Regions from separate parts of the Sus scrofa genome. Here regions 1, 2 and 3 are each linked to region 4. Evidence: chromatin contacts called from public HiChIP or PLAC-seq and promoter capture Hi-C data. All regions are on one chromosome and are shown on one strand. Each heading gives the region's core, a stretch centred on a gene start, on an enhancer-like site or on the middle of the called end of the contact. The rest is flanking DNA. Distances are from core to core; before and after follow the strand shown. Region 1 holds the start of PLK4 (serine/threonine-protein kinase PLK4). Region 2 holds the start of PGRMC2 (progesterone receptor membrane component 2). Region 3 holds the start of HSPA4L (heat shock 70 kDa protein 4L). Region 4 holds the start of LARP1B (la-related protein 1B).

What was found. Promoter capture Hi-C pulls out the DNA fragments that hold promoters and counts their contacts. HiChIP or PLAC-seq counts read pairs in DNA pulled down with a chosen protein or histone mark.
Region 1: a contact with region 4 is called in an H3K27ac HiChIP or PLAC-seq map of alveolar macrophages. The contact joins the promoter of PLK4 here to the promoter of LARP1B in region 4. A contact is called at or near these places in 1 of 5 promoter capture datasets (fetal liver), 4 of 47 Hi-C or Micro-C datasets (epiblast stem cells, heart right ventricle, liver and 1 more) and 2 of 2 datasets of contacts at active chromatin or transcription factors (alveolar macrophages and skeletal muscle).
Region 2: an H3K27ac HiChIP or PLAC-seq map of skeletal muscle shows a contact between it and region 4. The contact joins the promoter of PGRMC2 here to the promoter of LARP1B in region 4. A contact is called at or near these places in 2 of 47 Hi-C or Micro-C datasets (heart right ventricle and liver) and 2 of 2 datasets of contacts at active chromatin or transcription factors (alveolar macrophages and skeletal muscle).
Region 3: a promoter capture Hi-C map of fetal liver shows a contact between it and region 4, with 2.8 times the contacts expected there. The contact joins the promoter of HSPA4L here to the promoter of LARP1B in region 4. A contact is called at or near these places in 2 of 5 promoter capture datasets (fetal liver and liver), 2 of 47 Hi-C or Micro-C datasets (heart right ventricle and liver) and 2 of 2 datasets of contacts at active chromatin or transcription factors (alveolar macrophages and skeletal muscle).

What each region holds. Positions count from the first base shown.
Region 1 is chr8:97,011,733-97,014,650 of Sscrofa11.1, forward strand. PLK4 (serine/threonine-protein kinase PLK4) reads right to left here and starts at 1,285. Exons shown (of 16, transcript XM_021101607.1): 1 at 779-1,285; 2 at 549-644. The coding sequence starts at 811. It overlaps LOC102167943 (a long non-coding RNA gene), which reads left to right and starts at 1,628. Exons shown (of 5, transcript XR_001298442.2): 1 at 1,628-1,780.
Region 2 is chr8:96,691,407-96,694,528 of Sscrofa11.1, forward strand. It overlaps PGRMC2 (progesterone receptor membrane component 2), which reads left to right and starts at 1,417. Exons shown (of 4, transcript NM_001097521.2): 1 at 1,417-1,590; 2 at 1,593-1,858. The coding sequence starts at 1,442. LOC102166663 (a long non-coding RNA gene) reads right to left here and starts at 2,162. Exons shown (of 5, transcript XR_002346425.1): 1 at 2,034-2,162.
Region 3 is chr8:97,086,823-97,089,978 of Sscrofa11.1, forward strand. HSPA4L (heat shock 70 kDa protein 4L) reads right to left here and starts at 1,418. Exons shown (of 20, transcript XM_021101609.1): 1 at 1,081-1,418. The coding sequence starts at 1,187.
Region 4 is chr8:96,854,785-96,857,996 of Sscrofa11.1, forward strand. It overlaps LARP1B (la-related protein 1B), which reads right to left and starts at 1,285. Exons shown (of 20, transcript XM_021101600.1): 1 at 1,165-1,285.

The sequences.
Region 1 (2,918 bases), core at 35-2,534, 160 kb after region 4:
TGGAGCTGTAGCCACCAGTCTATGCCACAGCCACAGCTACACGAGATCAGAGCCTCGTCTGCAACCTACACCACAGCTCACAGTAATGCCGGATCCATAACCCACTGAGTGAGGCCAGGGATCGAACCCGAAACCTCATGGTTCCTAGTCAGATTCGTTAACCACTGAGCCACGACAGGAACTCCCTAGACTGACTTCTGATAAAAAGAACAGTATTTTAGCTTGCTACAGTGTAATATAGAACTATGCACAAGTGTATTCTTATTATTTTAAAGTTATTTTTTGTTCTTTGATCGCTACCGATTATTCCAAGTACACATAATTAGATACCAGGTATAATGAACAGTACTGAAGATGTTATTTAAGTATGGTCAAGGATCTCCTACGATAACCTTATGTTCAAATGGTGGACTTGGAACTACTGTCTCCTGCCTAAGCAGTGGGATTTTTATACCATAAAGAAAAGGCTGGCAGGTAAGGAGTTTCTGACATTTCAAATAGCAAATATCTCTTGTTACCTGCAAAGAAGTTGATTACAAAATTCTTACCATTTTGATTGCAACTTCCAAACCAGTGTGAATGGACTCAGCTCTGTAGACACCAGCAAATGATCCTTTACCAAGCAGATTTCCAACTTTAAAATCCTTAAAAGTCAAAATTAAAGAATGTGTGTGACAACTTTCAGAAGGAGAAAGGGAAAAAATAGGAAGGGGCTGGAAAAGAAGAGAAAATGGATCAAGAGGGGAATTTGCATTCAAAATTCAAGCAGATATTACACCTCAATACAGCAGGTGTCTGGGGTGGAAAGCATGTTGATGCCTTGCAGGTCTCGCTGAGCTTCCAGGCTGGGCTCTAGATAGAATATCCTAAGTCTGGCTCCGCAACTTCAGTGTAGCCTCAGCACCCTCCTCCCACCTCCAGCCAACCCCCTGAGAGCTGAGCGCCTGAAGAGAATCCCGCCGCAGCTCCCGCCGGAGGTAACCGCCATCCCCTTGAAAAAAGGGGAGACAGTCTTGCTCTGCTCTAAGCGCGGCAGCTGGAGCGGGATCGCAGACCAGAAGCCTTGGAGTCTAGGAACAGAAGGGCGGAGCTGCGAGCAACACACCTGTCTCACCGCCCCCGCGTCTGTGAGGGGCGGGCCGCTCCGCCCTTAAAACAGCCGGGCTCCCGGCGGTTGGGACCCTCCCAAAGCACCTCGGCGCCCGCCCCGCGGCAGTTAGCTTCGCCCGATCCCCTTCCAGCCAGGGTCTCGAGTCCCAACACTCCGACTCCCACTCGCCCTACTGAGCAGTGCCGAGTCTTTTCACCTCGATCTTCTCCCCGATGCACGTCGCCATATTTCTAGGTCCCGGCCCGTGCTTCCCGGATTAGCTCCCTTCACGAAGTCTTTTCGAGGCAGCGCTCCAAGCAGCCAGCGGGTCTTGGCGCCCATCAGGCTCGGCTCTCTAGGCCGCCGCTCCTGGCGACGACAGTACAGCCACGGAAAGGTCTCCCAGGCACCTTCCGAGGACTGGGTGGCGCCTTCGCGCTCCCATTTTGAAAAACTCCCGCCGGTTGCCGTCAAGGGAGGTTGGAGGTGACGTAACGAGACGGGTAGTTGCGGAGAGGCTGCGCCGGGGCGCGCATGCGTGTTAGGCTCCTTCCCGGCTAGTCTCTGGACCGAAGACCGGAAGTGCTTCTGCACCTTACAGCTTGGAAGCAAGAGTTGGCATTCTAAGTTGTGGAAGACCTGCGCGAGACAGTAAAAAAGGCAGCCTGAAATATGAGGCATTTACAACCGGTCAGTTATTTACCTCACTGTCTGAAAAGCTACTTATTCCAGTTCTGTAAAGGGTTTACAACGATAATTAAATTTCAAATGTTTAAACTTGGTGGAACAGCACAAGGGAAAAAAATTACCTGATGTAAGCATTCCATTACTCCCCAATGCTTACTCCAGTTTTTCATAACTGTAAAAAATGTGTAAGGTGCTTAAAGAAAATAAACTGGGAGTTCCCCTCGTGGCTTAGCGGATACGACTCTTGACTAGGAACCATGAGCTTGCGGGTTGGATCCCTGGCCTCACTCAGTGGGTTAAGGATTTGGCATCGTGGTCACCTGTGGCGTAGGTCGCAGATATGGCTCGGATCCCAAGTTTCTGTGGCTGTAGTATAGGCCAGCAGCTGTTCCTAGCCTAGGCACCTCTGTGTGCCCAGGGTGCGGCCCTGAAATGACAAAAGACAATAAATAAATAAGTAAATAGAAAATAAACTGTATTTTGGTAAATAGTAAATATATGTCATTTGGATAATAACTCACATTTAAGAGATCTCACACACGTGTTAATAGACTGGTCAAAAAAGACCTTTAAATTTGGTACGATACACTTTATCAGATGATAAGATTGTTGTATTCAACAAGGATATGTAGCAGAGAACTACTTCAAAAACTTTCTAAAGGGAAAGCTCTTTTCTTTACATTAATGGGTATATTAAGTTTGTCTACCTTCAAGCTGTGTAAAAACCCTGTTCAGAGAAAAATCAACTTTTCCCTTCGTTTCTGGAAATACTTCTTTAAATGTTATAATGCTTGAGTACTTGGTTCCAGTGTCCAGTCTTCCATTTATACTTGTTTTTGCCATTACATTTTCAAAAGTTCCTATAGTTTGCTGATATTGTGGGGTTTGGGGGTAGTGGTGGTGGTATCTACGCTTTATTGTTAATATCAGGTATTATATCGACTTTTTAAGACAGTATTTCTAGGGCAGTTTAAAATTTACAGCAAAATTAAGTGGAAGATATGGAGAGTTCCCATATACTCCTGCCACCTAAACATGCATAGCTTCCCCAAGTATCATCGTCATTCACCAGAATGCTACGTTTCTAAAAATTTTATTGGAGTAGAGTTGTCCTACAATGTTGTGTTAGTTTCAGGTGTAC
Region 2 (3,122 bases), core at 167-2,666, 160 kb before region 4:
AGTAGATAATCTCTCTAGAGCTCTCATCTGTCACTTGCCCCTTCAATATCTTCAGTGGCTTCTCCAAAACCGGCAATATAAAGCCCAAGTCTACCCCTTGATACAAAAGACTAAAATTTCAGTTTTCCAGACTTTGCCCCTCTTCAGTACTTAAAGCCAAAGTGGACCACTTAGTTTCCCTAATATGCATACCATACTCCCCCACGTCTCTCCTCCATCTCATCAATTCCTCAAGATTAAACGGAAACCGTTACTCCCCTGATACAACCTTCATTCACCACAAGAGTAGTTTACAGCAGCTTGGCGGGGCGGGGCATAGACTGAGACGCAGAAAAACAGACTCAGGCCTAAGGGAGTATGTGAAATGAAGAGAGCGCGCGTGAGGTGAAAGATCCAGAATGAGGCTTCACAGGTGACACTTATACCCGAATTTTAAGGACGTGAGGCTAAGACTCTACAACGCCCAGGTAGATGAAAAGAAACTGTAAATAAAGCTAAACTAATGAATTGAAGGGCCACCTTATCCCATCTACTTCCCTACCGCCCCAGAAATTACGACTTAAGGAATAACACCTTTAGACTGAAACCTGAAAGAAAACTGGACAAGAGTAGCCTTGGCCAAAACCACTGGGGAGTGGCTACTCGTTGTCGCAGACAGCACGTAGATTCCTTTTGCCAAACAATTCCAATGCGGGTTCTATGTACACTCTCTGCGCCAGGAGACCAGCTCATCGCCAAAACTTCTGGCGGTAGCTTTGCCTGAGTGCCCACGCTCATAGCTTCCGGACGGGCGCGACGGCGTCCAAGGGGAGAGACACCCCTCACCGATTTGCGAAAGCAGTTAATACTATGCCGAGGCCTCGCACTAGCCACTCATGCCCTCAGAAAGGAATCCGGGACCGCCCCGCCTCAGCAGCAGCCTCGGCGCACGTGAAGCTCACGGGCGGAGCGACAAGAGACAGGCAACTGCTCGCGGACGCCAACCCAGGCCTGGGAAGGGAAGAGACTTTTAGGCGCACGCGCACAGCGAGGGGACTGGGCGGAGCGTGCCTTCCGAAGGGGTTGCATTGGAAAGGAGAGCGCGTGGCGCCCCGGAACCCGCGCACGCGCAGTAATTTTGCCCCGCCTATGCGCGCGCGCGTCCCGCGCAGCATCTTTTCAGGACCGCCCCTTCTACTTCAACTAGAAGAGATGACGGGCAAAAGCAGGGAAGTGTGGGGCGAGGTAGGCGGGGCGCCGCACGCGAGCGCGGCCTGCAAAAGAAGGGAGGTGGAGGAGGGATCCTAGACAACGTTACCCCGTCAACACCCAATCGGGAGCCCATCTGGCCCCGCCCCCTACCCTCACGTTATTGGCTGAGAGGCCCCCATATGGGCGGGGCCCCCGTGAGGTTGGGGCGGGCAGGGGGCGGGGAGGAGGAGGAAGGCGCTGGCGGGCAGTGATGGCGGCGGGTGATGGGGACGTGAAGCTAGGCACCCTAGGGAGTGGCAGCGAGAGCAGCAGCGACGGCAGCAGCGAGAGCCCAGGCGGCGCGGGAGAGGCAGCAGAAGGGGGCGGTTGGGCGACAGCGGCGTTGGCGCTTCTGACGGGGGCGGGGAGATGCTGCTGAACGTGGCGCTGGTGGCGCTAGTGCTGCTGGGGGCCTACCGGCTGTGGGTGCGCTGGGGGCGGCGGGGTCTGGGCGCCGGAGCCGGGGCAGGCGAGGAGAGCCCAGCCGCTTCTCTGCCTCGTATGAAGAAGCGGGACTTCAGCTTGGAGCAGCTGCGCCAGTATGACGGGTCCCGCACGCCGCGCATCCTACTCGCGGTCAATGGGAAAGTCTTCGACGTGACCAAAGGCAGCAAGTTCTACGGCCCGGGTGAGGAGTTGGAAGGGGAGGGTGAGGACCCCCTGCAGATCAAGCGCGACCCCCCTCTGATGGGAGGGCCCGTGGGCACCGGGTTAGTTTGGCAGCCTTCTCGACATCTGGACCCCCGCGCCTTGTCTGCCGCACCTGAGACAGCCCGTCCCCAACCCAGCCCAGCCGCGGGCACCTCCAGCGTTTCTCCCCCGAAGTCGGGGTCCCAGTGTTGTCCCAGGAACCAGCTCTCAGTTCTTATCTTTCTCTCTTCCCAACTCTTCTCGCAGCTTTTTCTTGTGCTGAGTTTTAAAAAATCCTTTTAGTTGTCGTCAGTCACCTTGGCCCTCAGACTGTAGCTCCTGGGATGGTAGTGGGCAGGAGAGAAGGAAAATTTCTAAAGTAGGGACCTAAAGTTTTTGGCCCTGTAATTCACAGCTTTCCTTTCTTTACTCTTTTTTTGCCACTGATGTCCCTTTTCTCTCTACTAGTACTCATAGGGCCACGTTTAGGTACACGTAGCTCCAAGTCCCAACCCTCTATGAAGTCCGGGTACATAAGCAACACTTCAACCTTAAAAAAAAATAGTTTTAGTATGGAGACGCTTTCCAAGATTAACAATGAATGTGAGATGAAGCATACCAGAATGCAGATCCTAGTAAATACTGGCAAGGGTATTCGCCCTGAGTTTTGGGGGTGGAGCTCATATACCTAGCAGGCATGCCTGTCCGGTTTCTTTCTCTTTTTCTTTTTTTTTTTTTTTTTTTTTTGGTAGTAGGAAGGCAGGTATTCAAATACACGTTGATTATGACTTATTGTATTTTCACTGAGGAAAAAAAAAGAGCTATAAATTCATACCCCCCCACCCCCACCCCGCACCAGTTTTGCAAGCCAAAAGTTTTTGGAACTTTGCGTTTAGAGAGCTGTGTATATTTAGGTTGCTGGTTTAGAAACCCTTCTTTTGCAATGTAGTTATAACATACATTTCCAGATAACACTAATAAACTTCAGACTCATGGAACTTGTTGGCATACCATAAAATTGAGCAACATTGTACATGCTGGTTTTGTAGTTATTCTAAATTTTTAAAAAGTGGCTACAATAAAAATAATAAAATTAGAGACTTAAAGTGACCTGTTATTCAAAAGAATACATCCAAGCCAGGGTAAGTCTAAAAACAAGTTGATTTCCTCTTAATCTGTTAGTATGTGTGATTTATTGACAATTGCAAATTAGTATATACTTCTGATTTCTGTGCTTAGTGGCAGGAAGATACTTTAGAAGT
Region 3 (3,156 bases), core at 168-2,667, 230 kb after region 4:
TTGGACCATTCAGAAGGGGCAAATTAATATACTTAGTTTCCTCTCCACAGAAAGTTAAGACATGAACAGTTGGTTTGCTCATAAAATCACTGGCAACAACAGCCTACAATAAGAAGCTAGTTTTTCACAATCCTGGTCTTACATTCCCTGCTAACAAACTTCCCAGACCAGAGAAACAAACATGTGGAAACATGTTTCCATGACATAATGCCTCTCCTTCCTTCATCAATTGTTCATAATAGAAACACTTCACAATCATGTTTACACAAGACAGCCACCTCAGACTCTCCAACAATTCTGTAGAAACACGCTTTGAGTAGGTTCTAATTCCACTACTTTAGTGGACGATCCTTACCAACACCTGAAGCCAGTGACTCCCATCCCTGATGCTCTCCCCATTAGTGCACCATTAACCCGAGCCCCTGGAAACTAGTCCGATTACCTCTATTCTCAAGGACACGGAGTTAAAACCCTGAACACTTCAACCCCTTCTTAAAAAAAAAAAAAAAAAAAAAAAAGCTTTCTGGCCCAGGTGAACTTGCAACTCATCTTCTGATGTATGCAGCTTAAGCTTTCATGTCTTACTTTTCTGAGAGAAAGCTGTCACGCAGACATTTGCGGAAAGGAGTTAAGGCAGAACGAATAAGGAATCTTTTACACAGCGGGGACACCTGCCTGCGGCCAATAATCCCACACAAGCCCCACTAGGGAGGGGTAACCAAAGATATTTCTCTAATATTCAGGACATTGAAGTGATCCCACATCAACCCCTTACCAAAAAACTAAAGCCGGGCCGCCAGGGGACAGAGGCGTGGGGTGGGGATATGGGGGAGGTGTGTGTGGGTACAGAAAGGAGATATGCACGAACTATTAGAGTTAAATCCCTTGTCCTTGAAGGAAAAGCAGCTTCGCGGGGCGGGGAAGCCCGATTCCCACCTGGGCCCGCCAACCCGCGGTTGCAACTGATGGACCTCACCTGTCATCTCCGAGTTCTGCGCATCAGAAGGAAGCAGCAGGCGGAACAAACTTAAGGGTCAGGATAAAACGTTTTCTAGGGTTATGAACAGACAAGGCACTTACGGGGTACACCTATCGCTGTACTCATTAGCGATGGTTTCGATGCCGCCACTCCTCGCTACTGCGATGTAGCAGTTGAGAAAGCCGAGGTCAATGCCAACCACAGACATCCCGCCGCCTAATGGTCGGGGAGATGGTGCTGAAGCCCTCTGTGCGGGAACCGCGTCCTCGTTTGGGCTATTGCTCCTGGAATTGCGACTCCTACGAGAAGCAAAGAAGAGATGACCCCAAGCAGCTGCGCAATAAATCTAGGGCAGTGCGTTGGGGAACCTCGGAGGAGGTGGAGGCCGCCTGCGCCGCAACCTCCGCCGCCCTGGTCTCTCTCCACTGCGGTTCGGCCGCCTCCAACCGGCAGTTACTGGGGTCTGCGCCTGCGCGCTCGGCCGCCGGGGAGGCGCACGAGCTGCCGCTCCGCGCCGGAGGCTGCTCCCGACCTCGACTTCGGCCGCTTCCGTCAGCACTCGGGCAACGGCTGCCCGAGGAGCTGCGGGTTCGAGAAAGATCTGGAAAATGGAGGCAGCTGAGCCAGCCGGGAGTGGGAGGGAGGAGAAGGGGGAGAGGGGAGGATCAGGGAGAGTAGAGGGGAGGGGAAACAGAGCTGGCTCGCTCGCCACCGCGCGGCAGCTGGGCGCAGTGCGGTTGGGCTAGTAGAAAGCTGCTGCCCGCACGGCCGTTTGCCCACGTGTTTGGAAGGACCCCTTCGGGTTGTTTTGGCAACGGAGACTGGCCAGATACAGCGGCAGGACAGTGCCCAGGCCTACCCCGAGTCGGACGCGCCGGCTGGCGGATGCTGGCCCGGTGCCGCCGCCTCGCTTTTTCCCTCCGAGGGCCGCTCCGCAGCCCCAGCACCCACCCGCCGGCCTCGCCGCCCCGAAGGGGCCATGTGCCGCAGTCCGGCGCGCTGGCAGTCAGTCTGCGCGACCTCGCCCCCCGCCCGCCACGCTTGGCTCTGTGAGGTGGCGCCCATTGTGCGGACAGTGGCGGCCTCGCCTCTCCCCAAGGGGCGCCGCCGATCCCAAGCCTTTTCTCTTCGCAAACTATGGTGTTTTGTGTGAAAGCCAAATGAACACATTTTAGGGTGTTTTTGTTTTTGTTTTTCCCCTTACCAGGGATTGAAGTACCAAAAAGCAAGCCAAAACCAAAAAACCACTTATGTCAAGAAATGACATACTGACAATTTTTCCGTTCACGTAACTGTCCTCACACTATCCTAAAAGCTGCGATCTCCTCCACTTAGCTTTTCCTCTGAAAACCAGTTTTACAGGAAAGCAACCTTATGTCTAGGTGTCTCTGCCATCGGGCAAGCCTGTGCATTGCCTCCAGCCTCTGCCCTTTGTCCACAGGAAAAGAGCCTCCTATGGCCCAGCTATTTGCTTTCTTCATTTGAACACCATCTGTCATCTGTCTGAAACTTAACCAAGTTATAGTGTTCACTTACGATGTTTGGCTCTCGTTCTTTTCTCTGTGGGTTTCATGTTCTTTGTTCAGTTTTTCGTAGGTTTTCTGTACCTTGCTGTTCAGTTCTTCGTGGGTTTCCTGTTCCTTGTCATCCAGTTCTTCGTGCTTCTGTTCCTTGACATTCAGGTCTTCTTGGATTGCCTGTTCCTTCTCGCCCAATTCCTTGTGCGATTTCTTTTCCTTCTTGCCCAATTTGTCATGTGTTTCTTGTTTCCTATTTGTTGGTATCATGAATGAGACTTTTTTACGAGGTTTTTTAGTACGCTCATTGTCCTTATTTGTCCGCTTCTTAAAAGAACTTAGACTTTTTACCACTATCAATGCTGCAACAGCAGCAGCAACAAGGGTGGCTATAGCTCCTGCTGCTGTTGCTATGAGAAACATGAAATCCATGTTCAAGGGCAGTGCTGAAGAAGCTCTAATGTACAGTAATGTTCTGGCTCTGGTCTTGCTGCCTTAAAGAATGACACTTCCCTTCCATCTCACAAGCACACGGGAGGAGTAACTCGTGTCGACGCCATCCTCTGTCAGCTCCGACGCGACAGGTGTTGCGACCGCACCTCCCAGCAGGCATTGCGTGAGCGGCACTGGGATTGGGTACCGCAGCTCCCAACAGAACCT
Region 4 (3,212 bases), core at 35-2,534:
TTTAAAAGTCCACAGAAACTTTTCTATGGGACAAACAGCAACGTCTCCCCTAAGTCAACTTTCCCATGTCACTAACACGTGGGGGCAAGGCAGAACTGGGGCCATGCCAGCCGAGTGGCTCAGCTCTTTCACCCTCGCCGTGCCCCCACCAGTCAAGGAGAACCCGAGGTCCCACCTCTTCCTGCAGCTCCCTTCCCAGATGTCCATTTATGTAAATAGGCAGAGTGAATGACACCTTGGAACGATACACCTCCGATTGACAGGGAAAGGAGGGCTGCCCCTCCCCCAGCCACTAGAGTCTCCCCTCACACACCCTCCCGGTGACCACCGCAGAGGAACCACAGACCTGCCTCCAGGGTTTCCAGTGGGGGAAGCGGCGGCAGCCCCGTCCCGGCGGGGGACAGGTGCTGGGGAGGCTTTTTGGTCCAGGGGTTCTCCTTCGGCGGCGGCGGCGGTAGCGGCGGTGGCTGCAGCTTTTCCTCGGAGCCAGCCGCCACCTCCTCCTCCCGGGCTTCCTTGGCCGGCGGGTCCCGGGACAGCGGTGGCGGCGGCTCCCCACCGAAGGGGCCCCCTGGCCCTCGCGCCTTGTGCGCCAGGTGCAGCGCCAGAGGCTTCACGGGCACAGCCGCCTGGGGCACGCTGCGTCCCAGCACTGGCGCCGGCGACGGCTCTCCTCGCGCCCCCGCGCTGGTGGCGGCCGGGGCCCGCTCCTCCCTCGCCGCCTCTTTGCCCTCCCGTTCGGGCGCAGGCAGCTGCTCCGCCTGTCGGCTCGCCGCGGCAGACAGCGACTCCCTCTCAGCAGCTGCCGCGGGCGGCTCCTCCCGACGGTGAGCGGCGGGCACCGGGGCGCGAGCAGACATCGTTCCCTTGCCCCAGCCGCCCCAGCCCGGGGGGGCCTGGGCCCAGGGAACCCGGCTGCCCGTCTCTCCGGCGGGACACCGACTGGCTCCGGCCTGGGGCAGAGAACCCGAGAGCCCGGCTACAGTCGCCGCCGCCGCCGCCACGGCCGCCCGCGTCGGCAGAGGCGGTGCAGCGCCCGGCGTGCCGCCCCTCCCCGCGTCGAACGGGGCGCTAACCGCCCGCTGGTTCAGCCCGCCTCAGCGGCGCAAGCCCGAAGCTGCCAACACGCGCCGGGCGCCGCAGCCGGGAGCCGCGAGCCCTCACCTGGCGCGGAGAGCAGCGGAAGCACCGCAAGCCGAGGACGGAGGACCTCTAGCGGAGTGAAGGAGGCGCGCGCGCTCCCAGAGCCGGTAACTGCTCGCGGGGGCGGAGGCGGGGGGCGTAGAGGGGGAGGTCCGAAAGGACGGAGAGGGGGCGGGGCCTACCGAAGGAGCGTGACGTGACTGACTACTCACCCGCTCCTGCCCTCGCCAGGCCGCCGCCGGCGGTAGTTGACTGAAGCGCCCGGCTGGGTGCCGCCCTGCTTGAGGGCGGGCCCCACCGCAGCGGCCCGCCGAGGGGGAAGGAGGGCGAACAGGGCGATTCCCCAGCTCCCCGGCTACCGCGGCCCCCTCTGCGGGAGCAGGGGCGGGACGTGCACAGGGCCTCTGTGACACGCGGCTGGCTCGCGCCAGACTTCGACAGGCTGCGAGCGAGGGGCGGGGCGGGCTGCGCACGTGGCGCCCGGCTGGGCGGTGGATTTACCCCTAGCCCTTAAGTGGAGTTGACTCCAGGCGAGGGGGATAATCTTGGCTTGGGCAGCTCCGGAATGGACAGGGGTCACCCACAGGGCAACTTTGCCCCTTGCGTCTGTTGCCTCGCCCCATGAAAAAGTTTCCTACTGGCTCTTCGGGGCACTGTGGTCACCTGTAACTTGAGCCACGTCCAAAATAAAAACAGTGTGATCTGTAGGCATCTTTATGAGACCTTTGCCCAGGAGCTGAATTTAGTGCACTTTCCCGCCCCTATTCCCGCCCCTATTCCCGCCCACGAGTAAAACAAATTGATAATGCTTTGTCATCGGTTTTTAAATTTTGTTTTGTTTTTGTCTATGCTCTTTAAAATTTTTTTAAATCAAAACTATAATGTTGATTTATAATGTTCCGTCAATTTTTGCTGTATAGCAAAGTGACCCAGTTATATATACATTCTTTTTTTCACAATATCCTCCATCATGTTCTGGCAGGATCGCATTGCTTGTCCACTCCAAATGCAGTAGTTTGCATCTACTAACCCCAAACTCCCAGTCCATCCCACTCCCTCCCCTTGCCCTTGGCTACTGTAAGTCTGTTCTCCATGCCCATGAGTTTGTTTCTTTTCTGTAGATAGGTTCATTTGTGCCATAAATTACATTCCAGATATAAGTGATAGCATATGGTATTTGTCTTTTTTCTTTCTGGTTTCACTTAATATGAGTCTCTAGTTCCATCCATGTCGCTGCAAATCACATTATTTTGTTCTTTTTTATGGCTGAGTAGTATTCCATTGTGTATATACACCACATCTTCTTAATCCAATCATCTGTCATGGACATTTGGGTTTTTTCCATATCTTTGATATTGTGAATAGTGCTTCAGTGAACATAAGGGTGCATGTGTCCTTTTCAAGGAAAGGTTTGTCTGTATAGATGCCCAAGAGTGGGATTGCTGGGTTATGTGGTAGTTCTATATTTAGTTTTCTGAGGTACCTCCATACTGTTTTCCATAGTTGTACCAATTTACATTCTCACCAGTAATGTAAGAGGGTTCCCCTTTCTCCATACCCTCTCCAGAGTTTGTTATTTGTGGACTTATTAATGATGGCCATTCTGACTGGTGTGAGATGGTACCTAATTGCAACTTTGATTTACATTTCTCTGATAATTAGTGATGTTGAGCATTTTTTCATTTGCCTGTTGTCCATCCAAATGTCTTCGTTGGAGCTTTTTAACTTTTTGTTGTTGTTTTGCTTTTTAGGGCCACGCCTGTGGCATGTGGAGGTTCCCAAGCTAGGGGTCAAATGGGAACTGTAGCTGCTGGCCTAGGCCACAGCCACAGCAACACAGGATCCGAGCCGTGTCTGTGACCTATACCACAGCTCATGGCAACGCCAGATCCTTTCCCACTGAGTAAGGCCAGGAGTGGAACCTGTGTCCTCATGGATGCTAGTCAGATTCATTAACCCTTGAACCATGACAGGAACTCCTTTAACAATTTTTTAATTGAAGTATAAGTTGTCTTAAAATGTTTCAGGTATATAGCAAAGTGATTGTTTTATATATATATATATATATA